Regions from separate parts of the Mus musculus genome. Here region 1 is linked to region 2. The links are chromatin contacts, called in public HiChIP or PLAC-seq maps. All regions are on one chromosome and are shown on one strand. The core of a region is the stretch at or near the end of the contact, and the rest is flanking DNA. Distances in the headings are between cores, read along the strand shown. Region 1 overlaps Capzb (capping protein (actin filament) muscle Z-line, beta). Region 2 overlaps Tmco4 (transmembrane and coiled-coil domains 4).

The links. HiChIP or PLAC-seq counts read pairs in DNA pulled down with a chosen protein or histone mark.
Region 1: an H3K27ac HiChIP or PLAC-seq map of embryonic stem cells shows a contact between it and region 2, with 5 read pairs. The contact joins two enhancer-like sites. A contact is called at or near these places in 3 of 115 datasets of contacts at active chromatin or transcription factors (embryonic stem cells and pancreatic cancer cells).

What each region holds. Positions count from the first base shown.
Region 1 is chr4:139,195,338-139,202,533 of GRCm38.p6, reverse strand. The region is part of intron 1 of Capzb (capping protein (actin filament) muscle Z-line, beta); the gene reads right to left. Among named protein-coding and RNA genes, the nearest start is that of Capzb, 6.0 kb to the right of the region's middle. Within about 2 kb of position 4,368, at least 144 of the 459 cell types and tissues checked have an H3K27ac peak or open chromatin away from gene starts, as enhancers often do. A contact at or near this core is called in embryonic stem cells, where this site is marked.
Region 2 is chr4:138,994,920-139,001,877 of GRCm38.p6, reverse strand. It overlaps Tmco4 (transmembrane and coiled-coil domains 4), which reads right to left. Exons shown (of 17, transcript NM_029857.3): 6 at 5,306-5,480; 7 at 3,827-3,854. Among named protein-coding and RNA genes, the nearest start is that of Gm33214, 21 kb to the left of the region's middle. Within about 2 kb of position 1,692, at least 12 of the 459 cell types and tissues checked have an H3K27ac peak or open chromatin away from gene starts, as enhancers often do. A contact at or near this core is called in embryonic stem cells, where this site is marked.

The DNA of each region.
Region 1 (7,196 bases), core at 3,119-5,618, 200 kb before region 2:
GCTCTTCCGAAGGTCCTGAGTTCAAATCCCAGCAACCACATGGTGGCTCACAACCACCCAAATGAGATCTTGCGCCCTCTTCTTGCGCGTCTGAAGACAGCTACAGTGTACTAATTTATAATAAATAAATCTTTGGGCCGGAGCGAGCAAGGTCCTACAAAATTCAATTCCCAAAAACCACATTGAAGGCTCACAACCATCTGTACAGCTACAGCGAACTCATATACATAAAATAAGTAAATAAATCTTTAGAGAGAGAGACAGAGAGAGAGAGACAGAGAGAGAGACAGAGAGACAGAGACAGAGAGAGAGTGAGTAATCCAAAGGGTCTGGGCAGTGGCCCAGGCCTTTAATCCCAGTGCTCGGGAGGCAGAGGCAGGCAAATCTCTGTGAGTTCGAGCCTAGTCTACTCACTAGTCTAGGACAGCCATGACTGTTTCACAGAGAAATAAACCCTTTCTCAAAGCAAACAAACACAACAACAAAGTGGGTGGTTAGAGGGAAAGAGGAAGGTAGAGAGAGCGGAAGAGAGAAAGACACACACACACAAAACTGGATACTGCAGGTCTCCCACTCAAACTGCCCTACTCTCTCATCACACAGACATTGATATTGATACCTATCAATTTTTACCTACCCAAACATGGCAGTGTCACGTGGTTTATCCGAGGATAGGGAAGCTGCTCACATCATGAAGAACAAACAGGCAGGTCAATCATTCCACAAACCCCGATGGAGCCACAGCACACGCCAGGGACAGACAAAGGGACACCACTGCAGCACTCACACAGGAGCAAGGGGATTTACTGATTCCCTCCCCAAAATAATAAACAAACTTAGCAGGCAGCCTAAGAACGGTCAATGGGGCACCAAGTGCCCAAGGCTTGGGATGTGAATCACAGGGAAAGAGATAAAGGAACCCTGCAGGGCTTAGGGCTTCCACACCAACAGTTCCCAACAGGCACTGTCATGAAGGCCCAACCTGCCCCTGGCTTTTTTGTCACTCTAGAAGCCATGGATGCTGGTATTCCCACAAAAAGACCTGTTCCATTGCTGAGTCAGGTCCTGCTAGTGGAGGGGGAAGTTCCACCAATGCTTCCGGGCTAGAAGGCTCCTTTCTAGAGACCACACTGCAGGGTCCCTCTAGCCTAAAAGCTGTTACTTCAACAATCTGACCCAAAATACAACTACCTCCTACTTATCTAAATTCAGACTTTCTCAGTCACTGTGGCAGACTTACTGAGGCTTCAGTGTCTCATCTATACATTGCTCATCTATGAGATAACCATCCTGGAAGAATCCGACTGCCAGAAGCTTTTGAGAAGGATGGGCCTGGAGTCCATGGTAACTGCTCGTGCTTCACTGGGGCCCTATGCGAGTTACCATTCTCCCTGAGCTTTCATTTCTTTATCTGCAACAGGAGGAAATGGTTCTAGGACTGGGGTTGACAGAACCAGATATCAAGATTGTGGGCACCCCCTGGCAGAAGGAAAGGGACACTTGTGACTAACAGGAGCTCTAGGAGTGGGTACATAATCAACCATGCAGTTTCCTGATGACCTCCAATTCTAGGACCCCTCACTGCACACCTCAAAGCCCAAAGCTGTCACCTCAAATCAGAGGACAGCCAGAAACAACAATTTACAGTGCATGCCTATGAAAATGCTCATGACTGATGAGACTTCGCCAGAGGGGCGAAGGGTACACACTGAGAAAGCTCACAGCAGAAATCCTCAACAGTGACCAGAGAGATGGGTTAGCATGTATGGAAGGTACTTGCCATATAAACCCTTCAAACTGACTTCAATCCCTGGAATTCATACAAAGGTAGAAGAAGTTGTCTCTGATCTAGACACACACACACAAACACACACACCCCATCCTCAACAGAGGCTGGGTGTGACGGTACACACCTTTAATCCTAGTACTTTAGAAATGGAGGCAGGAAGATGAGAAGCTCAAAGGCATTCTATCTATATAGCAACCTGCACCCCAAGCCTAGGTGAGGTCACCAGGCAGCTAGAGGTGCAGACAAAAAAAAAAAAAGCACACCCACGTTGCACAGGGAGAAATTCTGGGGTGGCTCCCTGAGAGGTCAACCTGCTAGGGCGAGATGGCACCACAGGGTGGGCAGATACATGCTCCTCTCCAATTCAGTAGTACACACTACAACAGAGAAGGAAAGTGAATATATAAAACCAGAGAAAGCCCAGTAAGGTCCAAGCCACCAGCAGAGAAACCCTGAGCAATAGGACAACATGAGCAAGCCTGACCTGAACCCCTTCTGCCATTCACAGCTCCCAGGAAAAGTCCCCTGGTGTTAACCAGGGAAGGAAGCTGCTTCTGAGCCATTTGCACTGGCTGAGCTAGTACAGGCAAAGGTATCTTTCACAGTTTGACCACAACCACACATCCTAGTAGCATTTTGGTCAAGAACCTACTACATATGCCAGCTTTGTGGTCCCTAAGCTGAGAAGGCCTGGTGAGAAGAGCCTAGCCATGAGGCACGGGGTGTATTTCAAGTTAGAGATGGTTCCTCTGGCAAATAGAATCCCGCGCTGTTTTCTATGTAGGAGCACCAGTGGCAGCCAGTCCGATAACGGTTTCGGAGAAGACGATGGTGAGTTCAGCATGAGAAGAGGAAGCTTCTGGGAGCAGTTGAAGCAGAAGTTCAGGGTCAGAGGCGGGGGGAACACCCAACAGCTCCCACACTGTGGTAAGAACTCTGAGGCCAGCAGCACTAGACTGGAGTTCTCACCAGGCTGGAGTTTACCTGGGCTGGTCCCTAAGGCTGCCAGCTTTGGGGTAGGGACTCCAACTACAGCAGTCTCCTAAGGGCCAATGCTGCCTCCCAGGCCAGCTGGGAGGGTACATGAATAGCCAGCCATAAACTACTCGTGGGAATTAAAATAACCTTTAACAGCAGCCAACATGCCTCTCACATGTTAACCACGCCAGGCACTGCCTACAGTTTCCATACATGCTCAGGCAATCCCCATGATAACCTCTTCACAGCAAGGCCACGGGCAGTAACCACCCTGGCTGGAGGATGGTAACTACTAGACCACTGATTTGGACCAAACAGGATTAGAGGACTGCAAAAGAGCACAGAGAAGGTCGAGCTGTTGGAAGCAGGGTGGCAGCAGCGGGAAGCACAGCAGAAGGACTTCCGGTGAGGCTGCTGCCTGCGTCACCACGCACCTACCATCACCCTGCTTCTCTGGTGTCTCTAGTTCACCCACAAGTTGTAATAGCTGTCCACAGAATAAATAACAAGGAAAATGCCTAGGGGTGGGGAGGTTGGAGAGATGGCTCAGCAGTTAAGAGCACTACTTCCTCTTGCGGAGGACCCAGGTTCCGTTCCCCCACACCCACTTGGTGGACCCATAACTCCAGTTCCAGAGCCGACGCTCTCTTCTGACTTCCACAGGTACTAGGCATGCATGTGGTACACAGACACACTTGCAGGCAAAACACTCATACAAATAAAATAAATAATCCTTATGAAGAAAAAAAGAAGAACGACTACAGGCAGCGGGGCAGCCTAGACAGGCCTGGTTTCCTCATCTGTACCATAAGAGTAATGTGGGTCTGTCTCGTATCACTGCATGGGATATCAAAGCCGCCCATTAACAGCAGCTCCTGCTGCTTACATAGCCACTCCAGGTCTCAGGCACTGATGTGCCTACAAGCTACAGCACATTGGGCTAAATGGCAAGTGCCACCAGCAGGCCCAAGATGGCTGTCACTGGGCTAACTGTGCAGAATGCCCACTCAGTGTCAACCATCTATCAAGGCTCTATGGGTCCCATTATCTAGGATTTAACTGATCAAAATAGCTGTTTTGTCAATGACAAATCACCCAATCAGAAGGCCTGTAAGACGATGGGGGGTGGGGGCAGATGTACCTGTCAACCAGATGGCAGATCTCTCCAGCTCATTATGCCTATCTGCCTTTCTCCACCACACCTTCCTTCCCAGACCACAGCCAGCCTGGCCAGGCCCTGGCACCTCTCAGGTGATACCTACAAATGCATCCCCCTTTCCTCCCTCTTCCATCAGCAAGGCCCTCTCTACACAGCACGGCTAGAGGACTCGTGCTAAAATACCACTGCTCCATCAGCCTGCTCAAATTTCCACCTGCCCTGTGAGAAATGTCACTGGCTCCACACTGTCCAGACCAAATGCAAACTCCTGAGCTTAGCGACTGGCATCTGGCAGCAAACACTTCCTCTCCATGTCTACGCAGTGGTTCTCAAACCCACCCCACTGACGTCACAATGACCTTGGACTTGGTACAGTGGACTCCCCAGCAGATGGTGCTCCACCCGAGCCTCCCCTTCCTCTTTGACTGGGCAAGGTCTTCCTGGGCTTCAGGCCCAGCCCCCAGGCTGACGGAGGACTGGAAGGTTGCAGGGCTTCCAGGAAGAGGTGGAACACCTGACTAGCTTGCACACATGGCCTCCAGAGCTCTTCCCCACAACTTTCCCCTGTCAGCTTACGAGACTTCATGAACACACCTTTCCTGCTCTCCAAGGTGAGAGGACAGGAACTGTGGCTTCCATTTATGTTACATACAGTTGGGTATACAAAATATGACACAGAGTAGCTATAGCCCCAACTTTCTGTGTGCCAAGTGTATTAAAAATGCCATTTCTGGGCCAACGATGGAAGAAGAGAACCAACTTCCCAAAGTTATCCTCTGTCCACCACACACACAGAAGATAAATTTAAAAACATTTCCTTTTCCTGGTGTCCCTATGAAATGTTCTCCTCACGCTGTACAGCAAGGAACTGAGGGGAAGGAAGGAGAGGCGCTCACTTAGGTCACACAGAAAGGCAATCAGGACTCCACCCAGACACGCCCCACTCTGAAGGCAGCAAGGAAGAGCCAAGCACCTCAGCTCTCACTACCTGCTGCTTCCTCAGGGCTATGCAACAATTCCTGAGCACCAGGCGGTACAGGGGATAAGGTTCTGTGGAACAAGCAATCTGGCATTCTGTTGCCGGTCCCTGCCCTATCACTCAAAGGGGACTCCACCCATAAGGACACTGCATTCCAATCTGACTTTTCTCTCTCTCTCTCTCTTTTTTTTTAGAGAGGGGGAGTGATTTCTGATTCAGGATCTCGCTCTGTATCCCAGCCGGCCTGGAGCCCTGCTATGTACAGCAGAAAGGCCTTGGGTTCATAGAGATCTGCCTGCTTCTGTCTCCCAAGCACTGGGACTTTTAAAGGAGTGCACCACTATGTCTAGCTCTAAGTCTAGCTTCTTATACCCTGGTGTCTGTGGTCCACGGCTCAACCTTCCTCATCAAGCCTTTGCAAGACGAAAATCAACAGCTTCTGGCAGAGTGGATGGCACGTGGCTAGAACCCCATAAATATCTCCACCTCCTTACACTGAAACGTTAGTCTGTGGCTGCCTAAAACAGCATTACACTAGCTGATCCTAGAGCCAATGAACGTGCACTAGACTCTTACAGGCTTGCATGCCCAGCCCTCACAGGCGGACCTGAGCCAAGCCCCTATACCTGAGGTCAATATTCTGAGACATCCACAGTCTCACATAGGGCTAAGCTACAGACCTGCATCACACCATTCACTTGACTGTTTGAGCTTCAGATACTCCTTGAACAAAAACAGGCTGGGCCAGTGACAGCGGTGGATGTCCACCATATCCCAAGGTCGCACCTCAGGCTGCAGGCTGGAAACACACACACTGTACTCCACTGGACCAAGAACACTTGAGAAGCCAAGAGCGTGGGTCCCAGCTCAAGCCGCAGTGTTTCCTTCCACTTCCTCTACAGCTTGTGCTTATGAGCCTGCACTGACCGTGAATACTGTCTCCCTTATCATTAGGGAAGAGTGACAGTGTATCTCTCCCACCATGCTGCTCAGGCTGTAACTCAGCAGCAGGAGTTACAGGCGTGTGACACTGCCTGGCTTTCCAAACTCTACTCTAGGCCCCCTCAATAGTAGAAGCCAGAGGGCCCGCATCCATGTCTGCCTTGCTCTCTGCTGGCTCCTCAGCACATAGGCAGCACACAACAGCCTCATGATACACACACACCTAAGCAGTGGTACCCTGCACCTTCAGATAGGTGCCTAGGAAGTGCTGTGGAATAAGCACTTCCCACTCTGGCAAACAGGGTTCTGAACTTCAGGTCCTTGTCTTGTGTCCTTCTTCCTCCTCCATAGAATGTAACAGTATAGCACTTCCAAATTATACACACAAGACCTATCTTCAAAGGCATGCTTGTCATCTTCTTAATCTTAAACTAATAATCACAGGCTACTTATCAAAAGGAGACTGGCTGGATTTACTTGAACAGGGCAAACACACATGGGGTCTCTAAGTTGAACTATACACCAAGTTTTTTAAAGTGATATTGTTTGCTTGCTTATTTATTTACTTATTGGGGGAAGGGAGGCAGAACTATGTTAGATAGAGGAAGACTTGATTCTACATATGGGTTCTGGAGATTGAACTCTGCTCCTTGGATTTGGCAGCAGTCACCTTTAACCCCTGAACCATCTCTCTGGCATCTCTCTGGATCTTATTCACAGGCCGAGACCACCAAGATACATTAGAGTCTACTCCACGATTTCGCCTTTTAACAACAGGAGCGAGCTCTCCTATCAGAGCTCTTGTCATCAGTGCCATCTGTGAGCTCCTTGGCCTGTCACTGCTCCAGCCCCACCATGAGCTGGAAGTCAGAAACCAGAGCCCTGTCAGGGCTTTGACACTGTGAAGCACTTAAGGACAGTAGTAAGACTGTCTGCTAAGGGGATGTAAATAAACCCCATTTGCCTAAGCACTTTTACTGGGGACAGTTAACTTGACTCCAAGAAAAATCACTCCAAAGTCAAATGCACTTCAAATCTCTCCCCCTGATGGGTACACTGGAGCTGGCTAGCCATTTGCTCTACCAGCCAACCCACTGAAAACAGAGCTATGGTCCTCTTCATTCATTACCTAGGATGCAGCCCCACTCTGCCACTTCTGGTTTGCCCAAACTACCCACATTAGGGCATCAGATTATACTAGCATAGTAGGCAGTCAGAAAACATTTAGGAGGTTGGGGTACATGAAGAACAAGTTAACGAGTGTCAAACCTGGGTGGCTGCGCTCACAGACCATCCCAGATCACACTAAGCAATCTCCTGTCTCACCCTCACTGTTGCCCAAGCTGGCC
Region 2 (6,958 bases), core at 443-2,942:
CGACCTTCACATGTGCACACAATATATACATGCCCTGTAGCATGCTCCTCCCACAACTGAAAATATAAATAAAGGACTAAAAGTATCCTCTGGACCAGAGCCTACAGTAGTCTTCCGGGATCAAAGACCGTTATTGATGACCTTGTGAGCCTGCTGGGGCCAAGACTCCAAATTTCCAGCAAAGCTCTGGAATGGAGATGCAGGAAGGATCCCGCCAGAGCCTCCAGAGGGAGCACCATCCTGCTGGCTGCATTTCAGACTCTGGGTTTCACAGAGGACACAGCGAAGTCAGGTGGCTAACAGGAGCCCCAGGAAACTAACGCGGGCAGAATGGGGCCCTGCCACTCACAGAGTAACTTTGGCAGATGGCATGGTTAGCCTTATCTCTGAGATGCCTTCCTCCATTACAAAATCAGCAGGTCTCTCCTGAACTCATTCAACAGGACTTCGCTAAGTGCCTGCCTGGTCCTAAGCTTGACCTACTGGAAGCTTCCCAGGGGTGGAAAAGGAAGACCAACCCTAAATGTGAGCAGTCACATCTCAAGGACTGGGGAGCAAGCCTGAATAAAGGGAGAGAGGAGAGAGTGAGCCAGCTAGTGCTTGAGTGAACACCCACCTTTCCTTGCTTCCTGACCGCCAGTGTCACGTGACCTTGCCTCATGCTCCTCCCACTACAACCAGAAAAGCTTTCTGTCCCCATGCTGTCCCCTCTAGGATAGATCTCACCCAGAAACTATGAGCCACAATTGTTACATCTCAAACCCAGGACAAATGGCCAAGGTGCCTATTTAGCATCTCAAAGCAGACCTGGCTGCCAGGTTCTCCCTGCATCTCTCAGCCCTTACCTCTTATGGGCATGGCTGGCACTGCCCATCTTCTACCCTAAACTTTTCCAGCCCAGGGTGGGCTGCCCTTCCCCCAGCCTCCCTTCCCTGTATAATTCAGCCATTTTGGCTATCTGGACCTTTTGTCTGCTCTGTACTCTCCTGGCTCTCCCCTCCCCTCCCCCACCTTCTCATGTGGCCCAGCTCAGGGTTGTGTTCACTCTGGACTCTCTCAGATGTCCCTGCCTCTGACTCTGCTCTCCCTCAGACCTACAATGAACCTCCTCCACCATGCTTGGAGCAGTCAGGCTCCTTCCTTTTGATTTCTTTTATTATTATTATTATTATTATTATTATTATTATTATTAAAAAATAAACCCTTTCTTTCTTAAGCTGGTAGATTCTTAAAGACTTTATTTTTTAATGCGATAATGTGGGTAGGTGTTTTGCCTGCATGAGTGTCTGTGTACCACGTGTGGTATAGAGTATCGGATTACCTGAGACTGCAGTTATAAATATGGGTGCTAAGAATTGAACCCAGGACCTCTGGAAGAGCAGCCAGTGCCCTTAACCTCTGAGCCATCTCTCCAGCCCTGATAGTCTATTTTTAAGTTAAAATAAACAGACAAACAAAATCAGGGGAAACCAGTCCTCTATTACCATCAATTATGCAGCTGAGTTTCCCACATCACTCTTACTTACTGCAGTGGATGGGCCTCTGCCCCGGAAAAGCACCTTCCTGCAGTGTCTGTCCGCCAGGACAGTGTCCTTGGTCACAGCGATGAGAAAGGCGATCAGTGCAAGAAACATGTGGTGGCAAGGAGGGCCACAGCTGTCCCTGCCAGTGTGGCGTCAGGGTGGATTGTAGGCCCGTGGAAGAGTCTGAGCTGCAGGCTAGAGGATTCTAGAAGCCTGTACCCAGAGCTTAATGGGCTGTTCTGGAGAGCCACCCATAAAAGGCTCCAACTTGTGAAAAATGCAAATGTATTTGGAAAAAAAGAACTGTAAGCTATGACGCTTTCTCTGTGTGAACTCAACTTCCCAGGAAGTGCTTTCCCCAGATCAGGCACTAAGGGGCACAGGGCCAGCTACAGCTGTTTAGCAGTTATGCTGGCTGGTTTTATGTCAACTTGACACCAGTTAAAGTCATCTAAGGGGAGGGATCCTCAATTAAGAAAATGCCTGTATAATATCCATCCAGCTGTAAGGCGTTTTAATTAGTGATTTATGGGGGAGGCTCATCCATGGGCTGGTAGTCCTGGGTTCTACAAGAAAGCAGACTGAGCAAGCCATGAGGAGCAAGCCAGTAAGCAGCATCCCTCCGTGGCCTCAGCATCAGCTCCTGCTTCCAGGTTTCTGCCCTGTTTGAGTTCCCATCCTGACTTCCCTCAGTGATGAATTAGGGTGTGGAAGCGTAAGCCGAATTAACCCTTTCCTCCCCAACTTGCTCTTTGGTCACGGTGTTTCACCACAGCAATAGAAACCCTAACGGGGACAGCAGGTGTGCACAATGCATGACTTACAAGGTCATAGAAGCTTGCACCAAAGTTGAGGACTCTGGGCAATATGTGGCAGAGTTAGAGACCCTGCAAGGAGGGAGGCCTCAAGAGACCGTTGGACGAAGCTGTGAAGGTGAGGCATGAAATCCAATGGCGATCCCAAGAGGGCGGAGAAACCAAGACCACGGGAAGCGTGCCTCAGAAAATTACAAACACCTATTGAAGTGTGCAGGCAGCAGAACTGGGGAGTGGGGCTGCTGGAGCCTGCTGGAGCTCGGAGCCCAGCATGTGCGGAGGGACCACCTAGAGCTCGGATGTCAGATTCAGGGTTGCAGGAAATGTTCTCTGTTCCTTCTCTGCCTCCATCCCTTCCTCTTGGATTGGGCTGCCTACTCTGTGCCTTCGGATGTCGGGAATAAACAACTTACACTTTTGGTTTTACAGGGACTTATAGTTAAAAGGTCACCGTGAGTCTCAGAAAAGGCTTTGGGCTTTTGGACAGCATTAGGACTGTTAAGATGAACTAATACACATTGCGTTAGGAGGTGGCTGCAGGCACTGAAGTCGACGCAGGTAGAATGTACCACTAAAAATTATGTGTCAGGGTATCACGTTGAACGGGGGCGTGGTGGGTGGGAGGTGTAATGACTCACCCTCAGTGACTCAGGGCATGGCTGTGTGTTCCCAGACAGGTTACATGAGGAAGGAAAACTCACCCTACGTGGGCAGCAGCACATGGATTGAGGTCATAAAAAGGAGAGCACCGACAGGCAACCAGCCTTCATCTGTCTGCCTCCTGACTGTGGATGCAGTGTGACTGGCTTCCCCTGCCCCCTCCACGCCTTCTCCACTGAGATAAGCTATGCCCTCAAATTGTGAGCTAAAATAAACCCTCCATCTTTGCGGCATTTTGTTCGGCACACCAACACACCCGGCAAGTGAGGGCTGAATGGAATGAGGTAGGGACAGAGCAAGCAGATGGACCAAGGACAGAAAGTTATAGTGTCCAGCCTAGGGATCAAATGCAAAAGTGGAGGGGGACACCCAAGAAGCTACAAGGAGCCACAGCTGGGAGAAGCCGCCACACCTGGGGCTTGACTCTATTGAATGAGGAGGTAGGAAAGAGGATGAGCAGCCCCTCCCCCAGGGCCTCGGGCCACACTGGAGGGGCTGGAATCCCTTGCTGGGTGTGAGGCAGGGAGACAAGGGTGGCCACACAGGCCTCTGGAAACGTCATTGAGATCTCAGAGGACAGCAGAGAACTGGCTGGAGTGCCAGCAAGGAGGAAACCCCAGCTGTTACCTCGGAGGCCATGACACTGCTAAGCTCAAGGATGCTGGGTGGTGAGGAGGGGACAGATTTGAGGGTGAGGGGGCAGAAATCAAACAAGCCGGGTCAATATCACATGGTGCTCATCAAAGACATTGGGCGAGACATAGGTGTGGCAGGGTCCCCAGCCTCACTGCGTGTGGACCACACCACAAAGGCAGCAAATCCACTCACCATTCTTGAGTGAGAAGCTCAGGAGGTCCTGTGGGAAAAAGGAGACAGAAATCGGTGAGGTGCTGACACGCCACCACCCAGCTCATGGGACAGCTAAGTATTAACTCCTACCAAGTGGAGATGGCAAAAGCCCTCCACCCTACAGTACAGTGGCAAGCCAGGTGCCAACTGGGCACGTGGGTGAATATGCAGGCCGCGGTGAGGAGGGAAAGGCCCTACATCCTGCCTGTGCACGTGGCTATCAGAAGTTGGTGCCACAAGCTCTGCCTACTGAAACTGCACTCAGAGAGGGTGAGCGACATGTTCAAGGGCACACAGCAAAGCTGCTGCTTCAGAAAAAAGGTCACCATAACTTGATAGAATGCAGGCTCTGAGGTCAGACCACCAAGGTTCAAATCCTGGCTTTGGCTACTTATTAGCTGGGTGACCTTGAGCAAGAAAATCTCTCTGTGCCTCAGTTTCCTCAATATAAAGTAAGGGTGATTCTACAGATTAAACATGCCTAATTTAAAAATCCCAATTAGATAGATACATAGATACATAGATATGTGTGAATGATGTATATGTAAAACTATATATGTGTATGTACACATGTATATGTATATATCCATACATGTGTGTATATAAGCTATACATATATATTTAAAGATTTATTCGTGTGCATGCATATGAACACTTGTAAGTTTATGTGCACCATATGCATGCAGGAACCTGAGAAGGCCAGAAGAGGGCGCTGCATCCCCACAACTGGAGTTCCAAGAGCAGTACGCGCTCTTAATGGCTGAGCTGTCCCTCCAGCATCCTACTTCCATTTCCAAAATTATTTCAAGTGAAAAAATTCCATACACTGAACTGTGGTTCCATGCAGAAAGGGGTAAACATCATATAAAATTACCTTCAGACTATGGGTGTAAGACACACAGGAAACAAATACCAGTTTTGTGTGTAGAACTCATGTCCCATCTAAAGATGCCTTAAAGATTATGTGTACGTTAAGTATTCCAGCTGTGGGCTGCTGGGGACAGAGACTAAGTCACTTCCCTTCCAAGTCAGTCCTGGGGGCTGAGGTGGCTGCATAGCCCAACACTCCATCACCATATATTCTGGGGATGATTATAGCAGAGCCTGATTCATTATGGTAACTTCCTTTACTACTCATTAATGCACAGAGAGCGCATTTATAGACGTTAACATGATTGATTCTCAAACAACCTCCTGCAGTAGGTGACATAAACTGAATAACCAATGTCCAAAGTGCTTACAACCAGAAGTCCCTTCAACACTTCCAGTTGGGAGGGGGAGGCTGGAATATTCTCTTAACATTTATTTTTATTGTATGGGTATGGGTGTTTTGGATGCATCTGCAGACATCTGTCTGTGCACTACTTGTGTGCAGTACCCATGGAGCCCAGAAGAGGGCGCTGTAAGTGGAACTGGAGTTGTAGATGGTTATGAATGGCCACACAGGGGCTGACGTACCTGACTGACTGCTGATGGGTTGTCTCTCAGAATGGGGTCCTGCAATAAAGTCTGAGCAAAGATGTCGGCTCCTTCGCCTCCCAGGCCACTGGCAAAGGCCATTATGGTTGGGAGGACACTTTCAGACAGATGCAGCCATTTCACCAGGCCCGTCACAAATTCTGTGCAGAAGGAGCTAGAAAGAGATATAGTTAGATCCAGACCTTCTGGGGAACGTGGCCTGGAAATGCCAATGGTGGATGGATGGGGTCACATATGTCAACCTGTGACTAGAGTCCAGGAAATACAGAGGTGGCCCAAACAGAATCCTAGGTGACACAGCTCCTACCTTCAGTCCCCATCAAGACTTTTTACCAAGAACCACAGAGGAGAAGGTAGCCAGCAGCTGCTGCCTATGTGACCTGGAGCCATGCTGGGGACCAGGGAACAGAGATGTGTGAGGACAGAGGGAGGGGCTTAAGCAGCCCCAGTTCCACCTGCAGAGTTGGGCAGCAACCCTGGGGAGTCGAGAAGCGCCTGGATGTCACCAAGGGCTCATTTCTGGTATGGTGTCCACTGTAAAGGTGGGATCCTAACTTCAGCAGGTGTGCTGCCAAGGGGACAATGGGGCCACTGTGGAGAGGCAGGAGCCCTGTGATCTGAGAGGGAAGTGCACTGTATCTTGGGGACCGTGGCAGAGTCAATGCTGGCTTTTGATGTAGGCTGCCCTTGGGCACAGGGCTGAGTTTTTGGCGAGGGTTGATGGGGCATGGGGAACGGGAGAATTCATTAGGAAGCAGAGAAACGGAAAAGGTTGAAGCCTACTGGTTCCAGCCGGCTCCCCACAGGGAAACTGGCTAGACCAGGTTGGACTCCTGGCGATATTTAGAGCTTCCTCGTGGTGAAAGAACCTGAGGAGCCCAGACCCTTACACAGCACAGCCCACCCATCCCATCCCATTCCTTACAGCTTCTGAGGAGCAGAGAGGCCCGTAAGACCAGGGTATTGCATGGTGGGGTGGGAGCTATGGTCTAGATCTGGGCGATGCTGTCACCAGAAGCTAGTCTGAAGTAGAGATCATTGGGACTTCCCTGGGAACCAGAACTTACAGATGGGAAGGAGGGAACAGAGCCGGGCAGAGGGTGGAGGGCAGCTGAGCTGTTTGTCAACATCCTGAGGGACACCTAAGCTGACACTGCCATTGACCCTGGGGGAAAGTTCTGAAAATGAGGTGCCCCGGTGGCTTCAAGTGGTGACTCTATGCCAGCTATCTTGGGGAGTCAGGTGACATCTTGGGAATGTGGTCCTGTGTAGCTGGGGCGAGCCACAAAGGTTATAGACAGCGCAGGGCTGAGCTGACAGCCCCTCCTTCATCCCTATAAGGAGAACAGAGTGCCACAGCAACTTGGGAAAGTAGTTTGTCCTCATTGTCTGTGCCTCTGTAAAATGGGTTTAAGAGAGCAGCTTTATAAGGCAGAACACAGCATGCTGACAGTGCTCGGTGCTAGTTGATGTGGTAACTATTGACAGGTAACTGAGGGAGACAATGGAGGAAAGGGTGAGAGTCTGGCCACGGTGACAACTGTCCTGGGGAATCTTCGAAGTTCCCAATTCACCTCTCTTATTTTCTAAGGCTATAAAATGTAGGTGACATCGGGACCCACCCCAAGAGTT